Linked DNA regions of Mus musculus: all the other regions are linked to region 2. A link is a contact called in public HiChIP or PLAC-seq and promoter capture Hi-C data. All regions are on one chromosome and are shown on one strand. Each heading gives the region's core, a stretch centred on a gene start, on an enhancer-like site or on the middle of the called end of the contact. The rest is flanking DNA. Distances are from core to core; before and after follow the strand shown.

The links. Promoter capture Hi-C pulls out the DNA fragments that hold promoters and counts their contacts. HiChIP or PLAC-seq counts read pairs in DNA pulled down with a chosen protein or histone mark.
Region 1: a contact with region 2 is called in an H3K4me3 HiChIP or PLAC-seq map of bone marrow-derived macrophages, with 7 times the contacts expected there. The contact joins the promoter of Stau1 here to the promoter of Ncoa3 in region 2. A contact is called at or near these places in 2 of 39 promoter capture datasets (liver and pre-B cells), 3 of 115 datasets of contacts at active chromatin or transcription factors (astrocytes, bone marrow-derived macrophages and pancreatic cancer cells) and 1 of 9 other capture datasets (liver).
Region 3: a contact with region 2 is called in a promoter capture Hi-C map of pre-B cells, with 3 times the contacts expected there. The contact joins the promoter of Ube2v1 here to the promoter of Ncoa3 in region 2. A contact is called at or near these places in 1 of 39 promoter capture datasets (pre-B cells), 1 of 115 datasets of contacts at active chromatin or transcription factors (microglia) and 1 of 9 other capture datasets (adipose tissue).

What each region holds. Positions count from the first base shown.
Region 1 is chr2:166,994,629-166,998,540 of GRCm38.p6, forward strand. Stau1 (staufen double-stranded RNA binding protein 1) reads right to left here and starts at 1,671. Exons shown (of 12, transcript NM_001109906.2): 1 at 1,406-1,671.
Region 2 is chr2:165,990,204-165,994,543 of GRCm38.p6, forward strand. It overlaps Ncoa3 (nuclear receptor coactivator 3), which reads left to right and starts at 2,434. Exons shown (of 23, transcript NM_008679.3): 1 at 2,434-2,555. LOC115489489 (soluble scavenger receptor cysteine-rich domain-containing protein SSC5D-like) reads right to left here and starts at 3,578. Exons shown (of 2, transcript XM_030252296.1): 1 at 2,137-3,578. The coding sequence starts at 3,491. The coding sequence ends at 2,400.
Region 3 is chr2:167,630,475-167,634,663 of GRCm38.p6, forward strand. Ube2v1 (ubiquitin-conjugating enzyme E2 variant 1) reads right to left here and starts at 1,531. Exons shown (of 4, transcript NM_023230.2): 1 at 1,466-1,531. The coding sequence starts at 1,487. It overlaps Gm31852 (a long non-coding RNA gene), which reads left to right and starts at 2,000. Exons shown (of 3, transcript XR_375265.4): 1 at 2,000-2,359; 2 at 2,662-2,780.

The DNA of each region.
Region 1 (3,912 bases), core at 421-2,920, 1.0 Mb after region 2:
ATAAAGACAGTCTCCTAAAAGTTCACTAGAATGGCCAAGACTTCTTCCTCCACACTCCCCAAATGTATTTTTAGTTTTTGCTTCAACAAGTAGTGATGTAATTTACATTTGGTAAGTACAAATCCCTGAAAGATCAAAATCCCAGTTTAAATCTCTTCCAACACTTCCAATTCTCAAGAATTACCGCTACTCAGCCTGGTCTACAGCACAAGCTTCTTCTTCCAGGAGAGCCAGGACTGTGCCGAGAAACCACGTCTCAAGCAAGCAAGCAAGCAAGCAAGCAAACAGAATTATTACAGCTACAAGCAATTGAAAACAGTGACCTTAAAAAAGGCATACAATACAATGGGCAAAACGCAAAACGGAACAAAATAAAAGCTTCGCCCATAAGTAGGGAGGTGAGGCCAGAGCTTAAGAGAAACTGATAACTAGGGAGGGCCTCAGCTAAAGAAAGTTAAGAGCTACAGATGCGAACCAGGAAACCACGGTTTTCGAATCTTTGCATACTCCACCTCCAGAGCCTGACACACAAGAAGGCTCCAAAAAGGTCTGCTAAACCCAAGAGAAGCTTATGCCAGCAACTTTCTCATAAAAAGGAATGGCAATAAGGTTCTGGATGGTGGCAGGGAGACATGGGACAGGGTGCGGAGCCTAGGGGAGCCGGTGAAGTCCCTACAGCTGGTTTCACAGACATGATGATGGCTTTACATCCATACCCTGTCTGCTACAGTGTCCCCATTAAGCGCCCGCCCCTCTCTGGTGCCAAGCGAGCACAATGCTCAGGCACTGCCAGTGGGCACGCGGGATTCTTCTGCCTCGGAGAAAACCCTAGTGGAAAGGAAGGTCAACTTATGTTCCGTCTGCACCCTAAATTATACCTTCATATCATCTTAATAAATTATGCAAACGGCTTATTGGGACACGACGTGGGTCTGGCACACTGATAAGCACTTTACACGCCCCATTTCACTGCACAACTTCACAGCCTGAAGAGGCAGGGACCGGGTTGGGACAGGATTAATACTATTCCCCCTCCTTCTCCCCCTCATAACAGAGACACAAAGAATACGAAGTGACTGACGAAGGGGGCCGAGCCGGGAATTGGCACCTCATCCCGCGGCTCGGCACTGGCCGCGACACTGTGCATAGCACCGAAACCCGGGGGGCCTCCGGACCGACGCTGCCCCTGCCCGCCCGCGCCCCCCGCGTTAACTCCGGCACAGGGCCCACGAGCGGCGCGGAGGGCCCGCCTCCTCCGGGAAGGCCCCGCAGGCGGAGACGGGCCTGGGCCGCGGCTCGCGCGCCCGCAAGGCCTAGCCCACCCGCCGCCCACCTCCCGCTGACGCCGTGCCTGCGTGGGTCCTTCCGCGACCCGCTCCGACCCGGCCCGGACCGGCCGCCTTACCTGGCTGCTTCCCCAGAGCTCGTCCCGGGGCCGGCGGTCTTGGGCGGCGGCGAGGAGGTGAAGAAGCAAGTGAAGACGGCGAGGAAAAAGGGACCGACCAGAGGAGGGAAGAGGCGGAGTGGCGGAGGCGAAGGCGGGCGCCGCCAGGCCGGGGCTCAGAAGAAGGGGGAGCGCACACAGACGCGACGACAGCCAGCGCAAACGCTGAAGAGCGGCTCGGGGCCCGCAGCCTGGCAGGAAGTGACGGGGGAGGGGCCGCGCCCGCCCCCGGCCCCCGCCCGCCTCCATGCCGGCCCCACCCCCTACACACCGCGGCAGGAACCACAAGTCCCAGCGGGCGCCGCGTCCCGCATGCGCTCTCTAGGCACGCAAGGCCCACAAGGGCCGGGCACGGCTGCGCTGGGTCCGAGGCATGTTGGGAGTTGTAGTTTCCCAGGAGCTCGGTCTCGGCAGGGAATACAGGCCTCGCTTCCTTTCTTTTCTAGGCTTTCTGTTCCCTTCCTACAGTCACCCCTTTTTCCCTACGCTAACTTTTGTTAACCTGCTGCTGCGTGCAAGACCGAAAGCTGAGAATACAGTGAGAATGCACAAGTCCCTGCCCTTATGGAGTTTACTGGGGAAGTCAGAGTAAATGAAGTCTGAGCCGAAAACAGACAAGCACAAGTGCTGTCTGGTTCCTTTCCCGCAGCTCTAAACTGAGTGTGGTTCTGTGGACAAGAGGCTGGTGTGGGCTTGTTTAGTGTAGTCCTGGGGATTGAAGCAAACTTCTACCGCTCAGCTCCATCTTCACTAGTCTTATAGCTTGGGTTTTCTTGCCTTGGTGTTTTGAGTTCAGGCATCCACGGAGTCCAGTGCTGGCGTTGCCTGCCTGGTGTAGGAGTTTCAGGCAGTTGTGAGGTAGATCCTCTTCAAGTGTTCTTAACTGTTAGCCACCTATCTCTCCAGCCCTATAGCAACCCTTTTATGTAGCAACCCTTTTATGTAGCGGGGGAGACAGGTCTTTAGAATTAGATGGGGTCCTTACCGGAGGTTGTGGGAGCTGAGTCGCTGGCATCCTCTGGGCTTTTTTTTTTTTTAAGATTTATTTATTATTATTTGTAAGTACATTGTGAAGAGGGCATCAGATCTCATTATGGATGGTTGTGAGCCACCATGTGGTTGCTGGGAATTGAACTCAGGACCTTTAGAAGAGCAGTCAGTGCTCTTAACCGCTGAGCCATCTCTGTAGCCCCCCTCTGGGCTTATTTTAAGTGGTGCCTGTGGTTGATGCACCTAGGTAAACATCATAGCTAGATACCCAAGACTCCGGGTTCCATCCCTACCCCAAAAGGGGAAAAAAAAAAAAACCTAGCCAGTTGGTGGTGTCTGGAAACACAAACAAACAAACAAATAAATAAATAAAAATAGCATGCCTAACAGCCCAGTCTCCTTGCCAAGGCACTGTGGCTGACTTTGCATGAATTCATGATGACGTCTGCTGTAGCTAAAAAGACCCTCCTCTGACTTGCAGAGACACTGGGGGGCGCCTTTATCTGAATTAAGTCTTCTTAGTTTGCTTTTTGTAAAACCCAGTGACACTGAGTTCCAGAACCAGCCGTTCCTTCCAGTTCCCAGCCAACTCCGCTAAGTAAGCAACACATAGGCAGTTAGGGCAGTGAAGATGCCCACCGGGTAAAATGTGCGTATTTACGCACAAAATAATCAATTTTGGTGGGTTTGGGGTTTTTTTTGTTTGTTTGTTTTTTGTTTTTTGGGTTTTGTTTTGTTTGAAATGGGGTCTTACTATTTAGCTCTGGCTGGCCTCAAATTTGGAGAGATCAGAATACCTCTGCCTCCTGGGTGCTGGAATTAAAGGTGTGTGCCACCACCACACGGCCAGCTTAAATTAATGAACTCTCCCACCCCAGTTTCACTGTGTAGCCCTGGCTCTCCTGGAACTCCCTCTGTATACCACACTGGCTTCAAACTCACAGAGATCCTCCTGCCTCTGCCTCCGGAGTGCTAGGACTAAAGGTGCGTGCCACCATCCCCCCAGCATAGATTGTATTCTTTAATTTTGGTTTGTTTGCACAAAGTTTTGCTATGCTGCCCAAGCTGGCCTCTGCCTCTGGAGCAGTGGTTCTCAGCCTTCCTAACACAGTGGTGCTTTAACACAGTTCCTCATGCTGTGGTGACCCCAACCATAAAATTATTTGTGTTGTTACTTCACAACTGTAATTTTGCTACTGTTGTGAACCATGATGTAAATATCTGATATCCCACCCCTGTGAAAGGGTTGTTTGGCCCCAAAGGGACTGAGACCCACAGGTTAAGAACCGCTGTTCTAGATGATCCTCCTGCCTCACAGTCTCTCAATAGCTCGGATTACAGGTGTGTACCACTATGCCTAACTAATGTCCAAGGTATTCTTTACATAAAAACAAACCCTGGGCTGGTGAGATGGCTCAGTGGGTAAGAGCACCCGACTGCTCTTCCGAAGGTCCAAAGTTCAAATCCCAGCAACCACA
Region 2 (4,340 bases), core at 1,184-3,683:
TTATATTTCATCTCAGTCAAGTGATCGACAAGTTGTATTCCTTAGGTTTTTAAAAGTCACCCTGGTGGTCTGTTCTTTACATCTACAACATGGAATGTGGCCAGTAGAATACATTCCTTTTTGGAATTTGAACTAGTTTTTCTCTCTTCCTCCCTTTCTCCCTCCATCTTTCTTCCTTCCAGTAGGCTCTTATTGGGTGGCCCTGCATGCCTGGCCCCGTCCTCTTGACAATCCTGTTGCCTCAGCCTCCTGAGTCCTGGGATTGCAGGATACCATGTGTAGGCTGGCCTGGGATTTCAGACATAGTGGAGGATAACCTTTGTCCTTTTACCTCCTAAATGGAAGGATTACAGGTGTGTCCTACCAGGCCTAGCTCTGGTGCTAATCTTGTTGGTGATGTAAGCACTGGGGCCCTCAAAGGACAGGGACGTACAAGAAGGCTGTGTGCAGGGCTGGCAGCTGCTGTTGGGTCTTGCCTGGGACCTCAGCCTCTGTCAACTGGTGCTTCCTTTCCCTCTGGATTCTCATAGAGCTAGAGTTGGGGCCAGGAAGGAGGAAGTAGGAGCTGGCAGCATTCTCAAGCTCTAGGCCTGTGACTTGTGTTTCCTTGGGGCAACAGTCTTAGAACCAAGCCTAATTCGAAGAAGGGACACAAGTCAATCCCTTCATGGAGGAGTGGTCTGGGCAAACAGGGAAGGATGAAGGATGAAGGCAGCATCTTCGCTGATTATCTACCTGAGCAAGTCAATCAGCTACTTTAAATTTTGGCTCTAGCACCGGCCAGATGCTGTTGCAGGGTCACCTGCTTACCCCACCCAAAGCAGCGGCATGTCTGCCTTCTTTTTGGATCTTTTACTGAAACAATTGAATTATTTTTTTACTGTTCATATCTGTTATGCTCTCAACATATACATATATAAAGATTATGTATATGTCTGAATATGGATAAAATTTTAGTACAGTACTGTGCTTGAATCAGTAATTATTTATTTTAATGTACTTTTGTTACATTTAGAATTATTATTACTATTTTTAGTTTTAAGATTAGATTTCTCTATGTAGCCCTGGATGGCCTGGAACTCAGAGATCCACTTGCCTCTGCCTTCTGAGTACAGGGATTAAGGGTGTGCACCACCACACCAGGTTTGGGACTTGGCTGCTGTGGGAATAACTCCAAGGGTAAACAGTGGACACTTGCAGAACAGTAAAGTAGTGCAGGTGGGAAATCCTTGAGGTGACAGCAGAACCTCAGGATAGGGTTAGTCTTATTCACACTGAAGACATTTTATACAGTTGTGTCCCAAGACGTCCTCTATTTTTTCCCATTAACTCCAAATTCCTTTACAAGTTCTTTTTACCTAAGAACTATCCATAAACCGGGGTTGCTAGTGCATGCCTTTAATCCAGCACTAGGGAGGCAGAGGCAGCCAGGTTTCTAAACTGGAGTCTAGCCTGGCCTACATTTATTGAATTTAACTTTGGCCTTATTTATTTTGGTCAGACTCCCCTCACCCCCATCCCCAACTTGGCTTTAAATCCCTGCTTTGAAGGAGGACTTTGAGTTTTTGTTTCTTCTGTTTCTGCCCCGGAGCCATGGGGTCACTGGGATTGCCTTCACTTGCTACCATCGGTTTTCTTGGAGGAGAGGCTGGTTCTGTAGAATGCTGCACATTCTGCGCTTTAATTTTTTAAAAAATTATTTATTTATTTATTTTCCTATTCCGTTAGATTCAGGTCACTTAACTTGGTAGTTTTCTGCTTTCTGCACTGCATCCTATCGGGGACATGGCGTGACAGTTTGAGTCACCTTTGGTGGCACCGAGTTTAAGATGTTCTTGGTTAAGGTGCTGTCTCTCAGTAATTCCCACTGTAAAGCAAGCTGTTCTCTGGTTTAAATCACAATACGCAGAGACCAAACCTGAGGACCAACACCTTGTGAGCCAAAACCTTTTTTTTTCCTTCGAGACAGGGTTTCTGTATAGCCCTGGCTGTCCTGGAACTCACTTTGTAGATCAGGCTGGCCTCGAACTCAGAAATCCGCCTGCCTCTGCCTCCTGAGTGCTGGGATTAAAGGCGTGTGCCATCACCGCAAGGCCCGAAACCTTTTCAAGTCAGTGACTTAGCAGGGCTCCTGACCTCGGGCCTCAGTTTGCTCCTCTGAAAAGTAAGGACAACGCCCCCTCAGCTACTGGTCTTGTGGGACGGTGCTTGGCGCACAATGAACACTCCATTGAAGTCAGGAATTCCAGGATGGAGACAGGCAAACGGGAAAACGAACCCAGAACGTCCTCTTCACCTCCAGCGGCTGGGTGAGCTGAGGGGAACCCAGGCCTCGCGGCCACGCCCCCTGCCTCGCGCACGGCCCCCTGGGACCCGTAGTGCTGGGCGTGGCCGCGGGACTACAAATCCCGGCGGCCCCCGCGCCGCGGCTTCAGCGGCGGCTGCCTCAGCTCCTCAGAGCGCCGGCGGCGGCCTCGGCGGAGTCGGTGTCGGCGGCCGGGGCTGAGCTGTGAGTTTCCGATCGAGAACAGCGTTGGGGAAGATGGCGGCGAGCGGTGAGTGGAGAGAAAGGCAGTGGCGAGCGGCGGGCGAGGCCGGCGGCATGGCCTGAGGCGGGGGTCCTGGGGTCGCCAGTAACGCGCGGCGCAGGCGACAGGGATCGCGCGGGCGGCGCTGGGCTCCGGGGCCCGTGCAGGGTCGCGAGGAGTTCGCGGCCGCGGCCTCTGCTTGCCGCTGGGGCTCCCCCCGCCGAATCTCGGGTCGGAGAAGCTCAGCCGAGTCTCCTCTTCCCGCCGGCGCCGCCCGGCGGAGCGGACACGGGCGGCTCCTCCGGCCGAAGCTGCGGCTCCGCTGCGAGCGGGCGCGGCGGACACGGAGTGTGCGGTGCCCGCGGGGTGTGTGCGGGGTGAGAGTGGGGTCTGTGGCGTGTGCGGGGTGTGTGGCATGGATGTGGGGGTCTGCGGGTTGTGCCAGGTGTGTTGGGTGGCCCCGGAGTCCGCCAGGTGTGTGGGGTGGATGCAGGCTGCGTGTGGGGGTCTGCAGGGTGGATGCTGGGCGAGGGAGCTGAGTGCGGTGTGCGAGGTGTGTGCTGGTGTGTGCCGGGTGAGTGGAGGTGCGAGGGGTGAGTGCAAGGTCTGCGGTCTGTGCGGGGCGAGGACCGGGTGGATGCGGGGTCCGCGATGTCTCCAGGGTGGATGCTTGGCGGATGAGGAGTCCGAGGTGTGTGTAGCGTGGATGCAGGGTCGGCCGTCTGTATGGGATGAGTGTGGGGTCTCTCCCTCTCTGTGCGGCGTGGATAGGGGCTCTGCCGTCTTGTGTCGGCTATCATCGAGGTCGCTTTCATCTTCTGAAATTCCCAGTCTAGGTTCGTTCATTGATTCTGTTTGCAGTAGTTTAAATGAAGTGGGAGGCAGTGCTACTTCCCTAGGCAGCTTGAGGGTGGCTAGGGTGGAAAAGTTAAGCAGGAGAGCAGCTCGGAGAGGCCAGAGCATCGTAGGCCCGCGGAGCAGGAGCCTAGGACTCCACACTGTATGACACTGGAAGGTTGGAAAGTGTCTTTAAGTCGAGAAACTTTTTCCCCCTCCCAAATGCGAAGACTTCCTTTTTTTTTTTTTTTGGTTGCAGTTTCTGAGTAGCGCTTCAAAGCCAACTTGTTTTTGTAATTAAGCTTGTGAGGTTAAAAACCAGGAAGGCGAGTCAGTCCCCTGTCTGCTGAAGGGCTAGGTGGACGAATAAGATGAGAGGTCCTGTATCAGGGTTTCTGGACTGAGATTTAAATGTCGGGGACCCTCGGCTTGGTTGACAGATCTCTGCTGCGCCAAAGCCTCAGCATTTGTTCCTGCAGGTTGTTGCAGAAATGAGTTGCTGGAGCTAAGGGTGCATGCATTCAGATCTTCAGCAGATACGGCTGTGGACTAACAGGGCAGTGCAAACCTCTGAGTTTGTGAGCCGTTTGTTCTTTTAAAACCTTAAATGGTTATCAAGTATTCAGAATAGGTTTTTTCCACATCGGATACCCAACTGAAAAGGTCTGAAAATACTGAAAAAGGAATCTCTTCCACTAGAAACCCTGTCTGTGGCAATGACTGTTAGCATTTCTTGCAGTAAGTTTGGCTTTGGAACTAAAGACTAAAGTATTTTCATTAGAAACAAACCCCAGCTGGTATATACTGAGAGCAGGAACGGGGGCTGGGGAGGGGTAGTGTTTTCTTTTTTTGCTATTTTAAACTTGCAGGAGCTGGAGAGATGGCTCAGAGCTTTAAGAACATTGGTTACTGCTCTACTAGAGGACCTGGTATTGACCCGCAGCATCCAGCAACCATCTATGGCTCCAGTTCCAG
Region 3 (4,189 bases), core at 281-2,780, 1.6 Mb after region 2:
GGCCACCCCAGTACTGGCTGCCTGGCACCTCTCTGCGAGATACCCTGCATCCCACCCCAGTACAGCCTGTGGCAGACTGGGTCTTCCCAAGTGCCCACCGCCATGTGTTTGTCAGGAAATGGACTGACTTGGCTCCGCAGTCTTCTCCAGGACACACCAGGCACTGTGTGGTGGGTCACTGCAGGCAGCACCTCTCTGCTTCCCACCCCACAACATCTCCTCTGGTGGCCTCACAGCCCCAAAACACCAGTGCCTAGGCTGGTGGCCTGTCCTTACCCCTTGCTCACCTCCACCAACAGACTCCCGAGGATATAGCCCCACACCAGAAGGGAGCACCCACTCTCTCCTGAATCCTTCATTGGAAAAGCAGACTCCCATGCCTTCCCAGACCCCGGGGGATCTCCTTCACCAAACCCACTCCACCTTCTCTAGCCTGCCAGAGTCCATGGCTCATAATCAAGTACAGGTTGCCGGTTCTAAGGCAGCAGACCCTTCGGGTCTCCCCATCTGGCCTTCTCTTCTTAGCCCATCAGAGACCGACAAGAGCTTCTCCCCTAAGAGCATCCCCTTTACCCTCTTGCTATCCCTTCCATTTGATCCAAGGGCTCTCATTTCACTGCTCCTCTCCTACCCATCCAGATAATGGAGAGTTTCTGAGTTGAACCCACATATTTTCCCCCAATTCGCAGAAGGATTAGGAGTGACAGGCACTTCCTCCATCCGCTCCCCGCAGGAAGAGGTTTTTCTTCTCTAAAAGCAGCATCTGCGGGACTGCACCCCATCCCATTCTCCCCACTGCAGGAGCCTTCCCAATGGCGACACGCCCCAACAGACCCCACCCCACCCCCCGACACACACACCAGGGCTTCCTAGGCACCTGCTCGTGCCCATCCAACGCGGCGCTCGGCTCCCAGCGCGCCTTCTGAAACCTATCCCTGGTCTCTGCAACCCAGGCCTGCTCCCACGGCAGAACGCCCGGGCTCAGCCCGTGCAGGTGCCCGGATTTCCCTGGGAAGCGACCACCACGATGAGAGCAGCCCCGACCCTAAATTGACGCGGGGCCCCGGCGGCCTCGCCTGCGGCCCGCGAGGCTCCGTGCGTGTTCCCTAGGGTTGCGCCCGCGTACCCCCGCCGGGCATTCCCGGCTCCCAGTCGCCCGGGCCAGCTCCCAGCGGGACCTCGCCCGGGCATTCCCGAGCACACTCGGCCCCTCTGCCGGCCTCTCCCCCACCCCCCGCCCCCCGGAGGCGCCCGAGCCTCCGGCTTGGCCGCACCGCCCACGGCCCGGCTGCCCCCGCCCGGGCTTCCGGCCGCCGCCTGATGGTCCCAGGCCCGGCCGAGCAGCCAAACGCAGCCGCAGGGACAGCGCGGAGCCCTGTCCCGGCCACCATGGCCTCCGCTAGACCGGGACCAAGCCCAGGGAGCCCGCGCCCCGTCCGCCAGCACGCCCGGCGCCCCCGCTCACCCGAGCCTGTGGTGGCTGCCATCTTGCGTCGCTGTCGCTCGAAGGCCGGCCCCTTCTTCACCCCCCCTTGAGTTTTTCTCCGGGCGCTAGTGCGCAGGCGCAGGTGTAGGCGCAGCCGCAAACGGTGCCGCTGACGCCCGCTCGGGGTCGCAGGAGCCGGGCGGGAAGGGCTTTGCCCGAGTCTTCAGTGAGCGAGCATGAGGGCGGGGCAACCTGCAAGCCCCGCCCAGCCCGAGCGCGGGGGAGGCGTGCAGGTGCTCGGCTCGAGGGCCCCGGGGTGACCGTGCGCTTCCGGGAGAATAGAATGGGGGGGAAGGGCTGTGGAGCCCCGCGCCTGTTCCCAGGCTGTTTCCGTCCCCCTGTGTCCTCACCACGTAGCGAAAATGAAACCGCGAGAGATGAAGTTCAACTCAACTGCTAAGTAGCTGAGTCAGAATTTGACCCCAAGCCAGATGATCTTTGTTATGGGGTATATGGAGAAAAATAACACCGAAAGGCCTGAATGCGTCAAATTGTGGGCCAGTACAATCTTGTTTCCGGCACTGTTGCTGTTCTGGGGCCTGAAGCATGTAGGGACAAGGTGCAGCTAGGGGCTTGAGAACCACCAACCTTGAGACATGCATTCTGCTTGTTTGTTTGTTTGTTTGTTTGTTTAGGGGTTTTGTTCGAGACATGCTCTCAACTCAGCTGTCCAAGAGCCCACTATACAGAGGATGACCTTGGCTGTCTGATTCTTCGGCTTCTGCCTCATGCTGGGGTTGCAGGCTTGTGTTTTAGAGTTCTTCTTAGAGATGGAATTATGTGGGAGAACTGTGCTTGGTGCCGGACATGGCAATGTCTCCACGAAATGAGATTCTCTTCTCAATTGCTACATTCTAGTTGGACAGAGAACAAGTAAGCCAATATAAATAGATAAATATACATTTTACCTATGATAAGATAGGGGACAAACCTATAAAGGGCACCAGGAAGAATCAGAAAAGGCCTCCTGCAAAGGTCTGAAGACACTTGTCTGCATATAGAGTAAACCCATCACAAAGCCACCTTTGATGTGAAACCCTTAAGGGGACTTGGAAATCGAGGATGAAGTAGCCAGATAGGCTGCAGATTATACTGCTAAGAGGGACAGCAGAGGGGCAAGGAAGCTGGAGACATTCCTGGAACATTCCATTTGTCATCTGTTTGGTGTATTCTAGGTAGCTCCACTGCATTTCCTCTTGAGGAAGTACGTGGTAAGCTCAGAACTACCGTCCTGCAGAAGATGCACACCAGCCTAGGAGTCTGTCCCACAGAACAGAGGGAACCAGGTCTCTAGGTAAACTGGGAAGGGTGAGTGCACAATACACTGAGGCTCTGCTCCCGGGGCTGGGGCTATGCTGGGGGCCGTGACGTGTCTGTGGCCTTGTATTTATGAAGGCTTTCCCTGTTTCCCAATATTGTACCTGCTTGCCGAAGTGTCTGCAGGTTTGAGTCCACAATACTACGACAGCCTCACTCTAGCCTTGACCTTATGACACATGCAGGGCCTCTCTAGCGTGTCTCTGCCTCTTCTCGAGGCTGCTGGAACCTCACATGGTCTCCCTGTCCTCAGAGCCTTTGGGCTCTCCTATTGTAATCGTCTCTGGAGGCTCTTGAGATGCCAGGAGTTCCAGCTGCTTGCCATATAGCTTGCCTTTGCTTCACATGTCACATGACACAAAGCGTCCTTTGGACGCACAGACAACATTCGCTCCGGGTTTCGAGCCACTCTAAAGCACTGGGACCTAGAGCAAGCATTTGTCTCTGGAGGCTGACTCACTTCAGAAGTGAGAGTCTCTAGATTTGGGTCTTCATTGTGAATCTTTTTGGGTGGCTTCTGCTGAGAGGTTTGTAAAGATAGCACCCCTGTAATTGCAGCAGTAGGGAGGCTGAGGCTGGAGGCTGGAGAGTTGGGGCCTGCCTAGAATACATGGTCAAGACGCTGACTCTAACAACAAAGTACACCCCCAGAGGTTTGAAGCACCTAGTATCTGGTTCAACATTCTGAAAAGGGGCTAGTCTCACTCTATGCTTTGATAAATACCCTGGACGATGAGAGGATGCGGGTGCGGCAGGAAATCTGGCATTTGCTAAGCCACGTATAAATGCCAGGCACTGCTAAGAATGGTTCCATTTTAAAGATGAGGAAAAGGAGGCTGGGGGCTCGAGAGATGTCTCGACAGTTTCAAGCATTTATTGCTCTTGCTAAGCACCCAGGTTCAATTCCCAGCACCGATACAACTGCTGTTCTGACCTCTTAGACATCAGGCACGCATGTATCCATGCGTACAGCAAACCTTCATAAACATAGCAGTAAAAAAAAAAAAATCTTTGATAGGAAATTCCAGGCCAGGGCGAAGGAAGGATTCTGTCTCAGAAAAGACAGGAAAGGAAGGTGAGAAAACAGGATCTGGGCCAATAGGTGAAGTGACGGCCAAAACACAACTCTTTATCCTCTATGCTCATAAAATTTCTGCCAGCAGATGCATCTTGCAAGCAAAAGTGATCTTGCAAATTCCCACGAGAACAACGTAAGAGGAAGGGGGGGGGAGGGAAAGAGCGCCCCGGGGCATGCTGGTTATTGTAGTCCAGCGGTGGCCTGCTGGGAGTTGTAGTACTTGGAGTTCACATTTCCCTCAAGGAGACTCCGCCCCTTTCCATGCGTCACATCGAGTCCCCAGAGAGGGATTCCTCTTGCTGCTCACC